2 separate regions of the Mus musculus genome follow, and region 2 is linked to region 1. A link is a contact called in public promoter capture Hi-C data. All regions are on one chromosome and are shown on one strand. Each heading gives the region's core, a stretch centred on a gene start, on an enhancer-like site or on the middle of the called end of the contact. The rest is flanking DNA. Distances are from core to core; before and after follow the strand shown.

What was found. Promoter capture Hi-C pulls out the DNA fragments that hold promoters and counts their contacts.
Region 2: a contact with region 1 is called in a promoter capture Hi-C map of the 3T3-L1 cell line, with 2.9 times the contacts expected there. The contact joins the enhancer-like site here to the promoter of Ndufb6 in region 1. A contact is called at or near these places in 2 of 39 promoter capture datasets (the 3T3-L1 cell line and the HPC-7 cell line).

The regions. Positions count from the first base shown.
Region 1 is chr4:40,276,912-40,281,805 of GRCm38.p6, forward strand. It overlaps Ndufb6 (NADH:ubiquinone oxidoreductase subunit B6), which reads right to left and starts at 2,510. Exons shown (of 4, transcript NM_001033305.3): 1 at 2,247-2,510; 2 at 742-834. The coding sequence starts at 2,426.
Region 2 is chr4:40,541,806-40,546,699 of GRCm38.p6, forward strand. No RefSeq gene overlaps it. Among named protein-coding and RNA genes, the nearest start is that of 4933428C19Rik, 19 kb to the left of the region's middle. Within about 2 kb of position 2,391, at least 22 of the 459 cell types and tissues checked have an H3K27ac peak or open chromatin away from gene starts, as enhancers often do.

The sequences.
Region 1 (4,894 bases), core at 1,260-3,759:
TTCTCGAATTCCAGTATCCTATCCCAGGTTGCTGGCACTAAGGCTCCCCAAATGGACGTGCTCAGCCTACTCTAGCAACTCTCACTGGACACAGAACACCCCATTTACACTATCTGAGTTCCAACACTCCACACTACTGTTCCCCTTCCATGATGTCGCAGAAACCACATGCCCTTCTCCTACTGCCTAGGATCCAATAGAGCGGAACAACCACACTGTGCTGTCCCTTGTCTTTAAACCACGGCAAGGGGCTTTAGTCAACCCATGCAAGATCTTCCCATGAAAAAGTTTGTGGTTTTTGGATACCCTAGATTGTAAAGGAAGAGAATTACGAAAAATCAGATAAGGACAAGGAAAGGGAACTGAGACATGGCAGACTTGTTGGAACGTTACCACATAACGGACTGGTCTAAAGAAGCAGCAGAAGTCATCTTTATACCTGCTCAGGACTCCAGGGTTAGATAGACATGCTGACCATTTAAACACTACTTCAAGGAAATGCATTGCAAAAGGTATAAGCTAGTGTAAGAGTAATTTTTTGATTTCTAAGTTTTGAAACTACTTGTATATAAGAGTACTCAGAATTCAACTAAACCTTTACCCACCCACCCCCAAAAATTCAAAGAACTTTAAAATCAGCTTAGCATGGCATATTATTTTCTGAGTATAGCACAGCCACAGGAAATTATTGGATAATATTAAAAATAAGTTCTGGACAGCATACATTTAAAGTATACTTACAGCCATATGATATTTGACATAATAGTGAACAAACCACATAGGTATAAGCACATGAGAAACAGCGAAGAGACTGGAGCGGTACGCCTTAAAGACCTGCGGGGGAAACACATACAAAATAAGCAAACATCCGCTCTTTACAGTTTTATTTTTTAGATTTATTTACTTTATGCATGTAAGTGTTCTGTCTGCATATATGTATGTGTACCAGGAGTATGCCTGGCGCCCTCAGAGCTCAGACAGAAGAAAGCATCAGATGCCCTGGAACTAGAGTTACAGACAGTTTTGAGCCACCATGTGCATGCTGGGAACCAAAACTGGGTCCTCTGAAAGAGCCAAGTGGTCTGAAGCAGTCACCTCTCCAGCCTCACCCCACCCCTCACTTGAGACAGGGTCCCAAGCGTTAGCCAAGGCTGGCCCGCCTCCCTCTGCAGAGATCCTCGGCTATCCTCCTGCCTCAGCCTCTGGAGCTGCTGTGATTACCAACATGCGCTGCTTACTCTCCCTAGCATGAGCTACCTTATTTTTCAATGTGTGTGGAACAAAAACCAAACCAACTAACCAAACAAAAACATTCCACCACTACCAACTATGTGTGATAATTATTTTACAAATTTCTAAATGGAACATATTTCCTGACAGATTGGGGCTGACCTACCAATTTCAGTATTTTCACTAACTCTGAGGCTTCCTATAGAATATCCATAGATTCTAAGACAGAATAAGCACCATTCTGCAAGACATAAGGCATTGTTGTTCAAGAAACCAACCAACCAACCAAGACTTTGTACAACTACTACTTCTACTTCTACCACAATTACTGGAAGGAGCTGAAAGCAATTCCCACACAATGTTCGCTACTCATCATTGATGTGATTTAATAGCAGTCTCCAAGAAAATATCTGGAATCCTTACAATAAAAAGCAGTCCTTGAGTGAACGGTTTTTCTGCCTGGAGGTCATGGAATGCAATTTAAAAGTAACTAAAAGTGTGTTAAACGTACACAGTGATGCGTAGAAAGGGAGCTTTAGAGTCTGACAAAGCATACCAAATAGAACCCTGTCTTCTGTTGCGACCCCATGGGGCTGTACTATACCAGCTGGCCAGTCTCTGGCACCTCAACCCTACCCACCGCGTAAGTGTTCTCAAATACTGAAATCACAGCCTGTGATCTCAGTTAATTCTGACCAGTTTAACCCGAGAAAAGGTATCTACACTCGAAAGAACTGCATGTGCGGCGAGCGTCTTGTAAAACCTAAGACCCGACTTCTCAGTACACCTGACAGCCACCTGCTCCTGGACTCCAGACCCCAGCCCTGAACAATAGCGACCTGACAGCGTCTCCGCTAAACCTGAGCCCCTGGACTGATTGTCCCTTGGGGCCCTCCCGGGTATGCGGGCTCTGGACAGGGTTGGGCCTTGATGGAACTGAGAGGAGTGGGCTGGGAGGCTTGGCCAGGCTGCGACCCGGGGTGGGAACCCGGACACCCGTGTGGCTCATCACTCACCATGTTCTTCCACACGGCCCCGTCCCGCAAAAAGTTATCCCAGAATCGCTCCAGGGGCCACATCCTGCGCGGGGGCAACACGGGCTCCCGGGGACTCAGCTCCTGGTCCTTCAGCCATCGTCTCCTTAGCTCCCGCAGCTGCTGCAGCCGCAGCTTCTCATCCGGCGTGTACCCTGACATGTTGCCGACGAGCCTACACAGGACCGGTCACTGACCTGCCCCTCCCGCTCCGCAAAGCGACCTTGAGGCGCCTGGAAGCGGCGCGGAGTGATGACGCCACACCAGCCCCGCCTCTGGGGGCGGGCCGACTCCTTCGCGGAAAGCAGGCTCTGCTCATGCGCAAAGCCCTCTCTTGGACCCTGGGTTTTAACAACCTGGGTTAAGTATGAGCTCAGGAAGGTCCCTGAGTTAAGAACTAAGTGGGCGGTGTTGGAAAGTGTGAGAAGTCCTGGGGCTAGGGTTCAGAGAAAGAACTTGTAGGGGAGGGGACCGGAAGAACAAGGACGATGGTTTAGCGAACCTCTGCCTCGCCCCCTTGAATTCTCTTCTTGACCGAGAGACACTTGCGTCCGAATTTGGCTCCCACCTCTTTCGTAACCCGCTAAGTAATCTTGAGCGCCTATCTCGGTTTTCTTCCCTCTCTGTACTGCAGAAATAAAGAGCACCTTATTTGGGAGGCTTCCATAGGCTCGCTCACTCTTTGATTCTGCCGGCCCACTTTGTAAGACATCCCAAAGGTATGGCAGTAAAAATTTGTAGGGGTGTGCACGAATATTCGTCACAACACGATATGTAATAGCAAAACATTGAAAAATCACCTCCCAGATTTCAGAATAGAGGATTAGTGGGAAAGCTTATAGTACTGTAAAGCATTGGTATGCTACTGCCATAAATGAGCCTTCTATTCATAACTGGAGTAACTTCTACAATCTATTGATAAGTTAAAAAAATAAATAAGTAAATAAAACCAACTACACCAAGTATGCTACCTTTTATCCAAAAGCAGGGAGAGTAGTAGTGATACTAAATATATATACATGCTCTGAAAATTTTAGAGTAATAAATGAAAATAATTTTGTTATTTGTATTTGGTTTTGGAGACAAGATCTCATGTTGGCTTTGAAATTGCTATTTAGGGAGACTGGACTTAAACTCCGAATTCCCCTGCCTCCACTACTCATGAGCTAGATGAAGTACACCAGTATGCCCAACCTAACTACTGCTTCAAACACCACCACCAATATTATATAGGGAAGATAGGATAGACACAAAAGTAGGAACTAGGGAGTTTGGAGGTGGCTTAGCGGTTAAGAACACTTACTGCTCCGTCAGAAGACTGAATTAGGAGAATCTAGCTACATGGTGGGGCTTCTGGAACCTGAGTGTTCTCCAGCAGAGAAGAATATGATTTATAAGGCTCTCTCTAGCGAACCAGAACTGGGGAAGTTTCTAAGACCAGTAAGCAACTTGATTAGCAGGTTTCTCTGGTCAAAGATGAAAACATTTCAGCATCAGTAAGTATGAATTGAATGATTTTTAAAATATAAAACACGTCACACATAACCAAGTCAAAATACTTTATTAAAAAATCTCGTTTTTGATTTTTGGATGATTTTTTTAAAGATTTTATTTATTTTGTGTGTATGAGTACACTGTCGCTGTCTTCAGACACACCAGAAGAGGGCATTGGATCCCATTATAGATCATTGTGAGCCACCATGTGGTTCCTGGGATTTGAATTCAAGACCTCTGGAAGAGCAGTTGGGTGTTCTTAACCGCTGAGCCATCTCTCCAGCCATTGGATGGCCTTGAAAAACAACTTATCTTGAAATCTGGTAAGAAAAAAAAAATCATTTCTCATGTCAATTTGTACACTATGCCTTGTGGCCAGTTTCCCCCTCCCCTCTCTGCTTTCTCACCAACCATTGATCTGCTTTCCATCACTATTAAAGAGTCCGTGTTCTTGTAGAACTTTCTATAAATGGGATCACAGATTTAACTTGATTTTGTCCTGTTCCTGTTACTCAACATCACTATCCAGGGGTTGAGGTATGAGGAGAACTTAGTAGCATATTCTTTGTTGTTCCTGAATAATAACCTATTGCAGGTGTTATACCACAGTTTAAATATTTACCTGTTAACCAACAGATTAGTTTTTCCTTATTTTTGGAAACCGCAAGCCCAGTTGCTATGAACCATCTTTGTATGATGTCTAGAAATAGAACAGCTGTGGAATGTGTAGTGTATACTTACCTGTAAAAAAAATTCCAAATGCTTTTCTTAAAGGTCTATTATGACTGTATCCATAGTTTGTGAGAGACCCATTTATCCACCCATTATTTGATGTGGTAAGTCATTTTAATAGATAATTAGTGGTATTATAACTTTCATTGTTCCAACATCTGAAAACAACACTTGCTTTTCCATTAAAAAAAAAATCAGACATTTTTTCTAGTGTTCTGTACAAATTACATCTTAGAGTAACAAAAAACTTCTGGGGAAATTTTCTTCGACGAAGCATTTTAATACCAAACATAGGAAGAACTGGCAAGCCAAACTTCACCATCACACCACCCCTCCTTCCTCAGCTCCAAGAGGATCCCCACCACCACCAGGTCTTCCCACTCCCTGGGGCCTCAAATTTCTGG
Region 2 (4,894 bases), core at 1,141-3,640, 260 kb after region 1:
TGGTTGAGAATAAAAAGCATAGAAGGCCTCTGTGATAATCTCCCCTAATGCACACACACACACACACACACACACACACACACACACACACACAGTAAGAAAGAAAGAGGGAAAGAAACAGTCTAGGAAGGAAGTCATCAAAGAGAGTCCTCAAAATTGTTATAGGAATGCTAAAGTGTAACTCTTGACTGTCAATGCCTTCTGGCAGAGGGGAGGGGAAGACCTCAGTTATCTTTAAGGGTCTGCCCACTGGGAGTTAGATCATGCTACAGTGAGTGTATGGGCAACACAAATTGGACTTGGTGAGGTTTTTTTTCTTCCTTTTTGGGGGAGGACACAAGTGTTGGGGGAAGGAATGGGAAGGAGGAACAGGAAGTGAGTGTGATCGGGATGCATTATGTGAAATTTCCAAATAATTAATACAAATATTATATTGGGGGAAAAAATGAACCAGGAAAGGCTAAGGTTGTGATCAGAGCTCAAATTTTAATTTTCTCCACTACAGATTACCTTAGAATTACTGTTGATTTCATTAATATGAATTGTTGTTTATATATAGAATCAGACTACAGAGAGAGAAAGGGGTAGGGGAAAGAGGACAAACATCTTGTACATTTTCATCTCACAGGGGAAAGAAAACCTCAAGTCTTTGGAGGAAAAGAGGTGTGGCCTTGTGGAAGGAGGTGTGTCTCTGGGGTGGGCTTCAAGGTTTCAAAAGCCCATGCAAAGGTCCAGAGCCTCTGTCTGTGGCCTGTGTGTCAGGATATAAAGTTCTCAGCTACTGCTCCATGTTTATATGCTTTCTGCCATGATGATCATGAATTAACCCTCTGGAGTGGTTTGAATATGCTTGGCACAGGGAGTGGCACTGTTAGGGGACGTGGCCTTGTTGGAGTAGGTGTGTCACTGATGGGTTGGGCTTTGAGAGACCTTCCTCCTAGCTGCCTGGAAGCCAGTCTTCTCCTGTTTGCCTTCAGAACAGGATATAGAACTCTCAGCTCCTCCCGTACCATGCCTGCCTGGATACTGCCATGCTTCCCACCATGATGATAATGGACTAAACCTCAAAACCTATATGCCTACCCCAATTAAATGTTGTCCTTTCTAAGTCTTTTCTTGGTCGTGGTGTCTCTATACAGATATGGAAACCCGGAAACCTTCTGGAACTGTAGGCAAGCCCCAATTGAATTCTTTCTTTTATAAGAGTTGCCTTCATCACGAAGTCTCTTCACAGCAATAGAGCAGTGATGAAGACAGTCCTCCATACCTGACTCTCTTCTTTGCACCATTTAAAAGCTGACATTGCTCCTTTCTGACCAAGTGACTTTCTCAACTTGGCACACAAGACTCCCTTCCAAAGGCCTCGTCTGGGCATCTAGTCAATGCCAATGTGCCCTGGTAAAACTGGATGGACTCACAATACTGAGCTGCCTCTTACTCCTCCCCCACCTCCCGTGACTCTTCTTCTCTCTTCCCACACGTGTACTGTACTCAGCCCTTCCCATGAAAGACAGAGCAATGTCAACTACCATGTCTCTGGCACAGACTAACTCCACACATGACTGCTGCATCAGACAGAAGAGTTCTCGTTCGAATGTGCTTATCAGATACAGGTGACATTATAGTGGACAGGATGACATTAGGGTGGACACGGTGAGCCAATTTTCAGAAGTGTTGGTGGGGTTTTTCTTGACTTTGTCTTCAGTCTCTGAGGGAGCATACTGAACTGGCAAGATGTTATTGAAAAGCAATTTGCATAAACATAGATTAAAAGTAGTTAGAACCAGATAATTGGGGGAAATGGAATATGAACTTGAATAGTGTAGCTTCTGGCACAGAGTGAATACTCTATTACAGTCAAATGTTCTTAATTTCTCAAATTTGAGAATTGAGCAGATTTCTCATTATATTCTTTCATTGCTCCTTCTGTTTCTTCTGTTTATTTTAAAAGCACCAAAACCAGTTAATAGCATTTCTTTGTTCTGAATGAAATACCCACACCCCATAATTTATCTGTTAAGTGGCATTCAGAAGCATACAAAGCTCCTAGTTAGTACATACAATCACTGATAATTCTGCAATCTGAATAATGAAATGAAAACAATTTCAAAGACCATGATGTACTCTTGTGTGCGTGTTATCCCCCCCACCCCGCATAGCTATGCACCTTGTCTTCATGACAGTTCTTAATCTATACAAAAATGCCAAAACTTGTGTGACCTATTGGGATTTATAAACCTGGAAGGAAGTTTCCCAAATAAACAAAACCTGGGGTGATGTATTTGAGGACTCACATCTGGGGAACTAAATCCACGCTCGACATGATTATGACTGGAATCTAGGCAAATGAAGAAAATCCCAAAGGATTTCCATGTTCCAGCTGCTGCCTGGGTATTTTTAGCCCTGCTATCTCTCTCACTGAAATATGCTCAGATTTGAGGGGAGGGACTCCTGCCCGTACCCAGATGACTTTGCAGTATGGAATTTTTGTTCAGTGTTTATTCAAGCCAGAAGTGTACACTATTCCAAATATGTATGTATGCATATCTAGCTATTCCTTTTCCTTCAAAACTAGTGTCAGAGCCACGTGAGATGGCACACATTGGTAATTCTAGTACTTGGAAGGCCAAAAGAAAGAAAGGAAGAAAAGGGGGAAAAAAGAAAAGGAAAGAAAAGAAAAATACCAGTGTCAGAATGTGACAGCTGTACACAAAAGAGCCCTGTCCTTGTCTTAGGAAAAATTTCTAAATCACTAACATATCTCACCTTGTCCTTGCACTGCCTCTAGAGTTCCTCCTTCTTGCCTATGGGGCCAGTTTAGTGTTTAGGGATACATCGGAGATTCATCCACTCAAACTAGAAGCCCTCTCTAAATGGCAGAGCTAAGACAAAGAAGCAACCACATCTACCCATGGATCCTGTGGGACCCTCGGAGGTAGTGTCTGTGGTCATCTAGAAGCAGAAGCTTCTATAAACCAATGCTGGAGAGCTTGGTGACATTTTCTCCACTGCTGATGGAAAATGTCTGCCCACTGTCACACCATTACACTAGCTAATATGCTATCTCTATTATTATCTCTTAAACATACACAAGCAACCAGCCACCATATGTCTCTCTGGCTAGGGCAGGGCATGCCACTCACTTCTGAGCAGCAGAGAAACACTCTCTGACTCACTTGATAATATGTTCAGTGAAGTCTTAGAGATGTGGGTCACTTCAGGTAGCAACCCCCAACAGAATGATAATTCTTTGCCAAAAAGATGTACATTTTGACAAGATATCTCTCACCTACAAATTAAAATTTCACACATCTTCTCTTCTTCTAAGACTGCAGAATACTTTTTACAGAGACTGTGGTAACATTCCAGGGAAGCTTAGCCATTCTGTAGTGAATTCTACAGGGTCATAAATAACCAGAAAGAAAGGCAGGTCACTATTTCTTCCAAGTAAATCTGGTTTTGTTTTTCTGTTTGTTTGCTTGATTGGGATTGGTCGATTTTGTTTTTGTTTTTGTTTGCATGTGTGTGAGTGTGTGTGTGACATTGTAAAATGAATTCAAACATTCACAGACTTGTCTACAATTATAGGGTAGAAGTTATTTGTTACTACATTTACATTGATAATATCCACAGCATTATGGAAACCAACCTAAACATTTTATTGTTTATATTTTGTAAGAAATTTTAGCAATAATTTTCCCCAGACATTTTCCTGTCAGTTTTCATGGTGGTGTTATATAATCTTATATGTGTGTGTCTCTTTTTAGTATTTCTACAGTTTCATTTTTATATTCAAATTTAAAACTGACCCACATTAATTTTAGCTAAGGATGTGCTGTAAAGACCTGACCTTATTTATGCCAAATGGTTAAATAACTATCTTCTCTTTAAATAAGAGAACAATATATTGTCTTATTGTCTCTACTTTGGTCCATTTAAGAGCTAACCTTATTCTTTTCTCCTGTCCAGCTTCACGCTGGCATCATCCTTACATTTCAATGTTTTATTTTAAAAATGTGAAAAGCATAAGTATACATCCTGGTGACTTTTTGCAGACTGCACTTACTTGCAACACCAGCACTAGATTTGAACAAACATCACCACCCACGTAGCTCTCTTCTCGTCACTCACCACTGCTCCTACACCCAAGGGAACCATCCTGACTCCTGACAACCCAGGGCAGCTTTACCAGCCATTTTCTTTATGTGAATGGAGTCATAGAGCAGCAATGGCATTTTTAAAAATAATTGTTGTTTTCATTTTATTTGTCTGGCTCGTCTTACTGATACCCCGTGCTCTGAGACGTGTCATCGCATCAGTCAAGGGACGCCTAGCAACCAGTCTGGGAAGTCTTCCTATCACTTCCTTCACCAGATCTCAGCTCCAGGCAGCTGAGAGGTCATTCTCACTCCTAAATGCCTCCTCTGCTAACAGCATCTGTTCTGTTTCTGAACTTCTTAAATATTTGAACAAAATAAACTAATGTATCTCTTTCACTTTCTAAGTGTTGATAACCAAATTGTCTTTCAAACATTTTTTTCCTACTGGTAGACAATAAACAGCCCATGTTTCTTAGATTCTGTGTCTATGAGTTATACTTTCACCTCAGTGGAGTCACGTAAGTCTACTGAGTCCAGAACACTGTAACAGTTAATGCCAAGTTGATTGTCAGCTTGACTGCACTTAAAATCACCTAAGAGACAGGTGTGGCTCACTTCCAGATGTGTTTGTGAAGTCATTTCCAGGGAGTATTAAGTGATAGGGAAAGTTTCACCTAGATGTGGACAATGCTTTCCCAAAGTCTGGAAGCTGGAGCAGAACAAAATATATACAAATTTTTAAATCTATTTTTTCTTTAGCCTTGTCTGACAGCCCTATATTATGACTTTAAGAG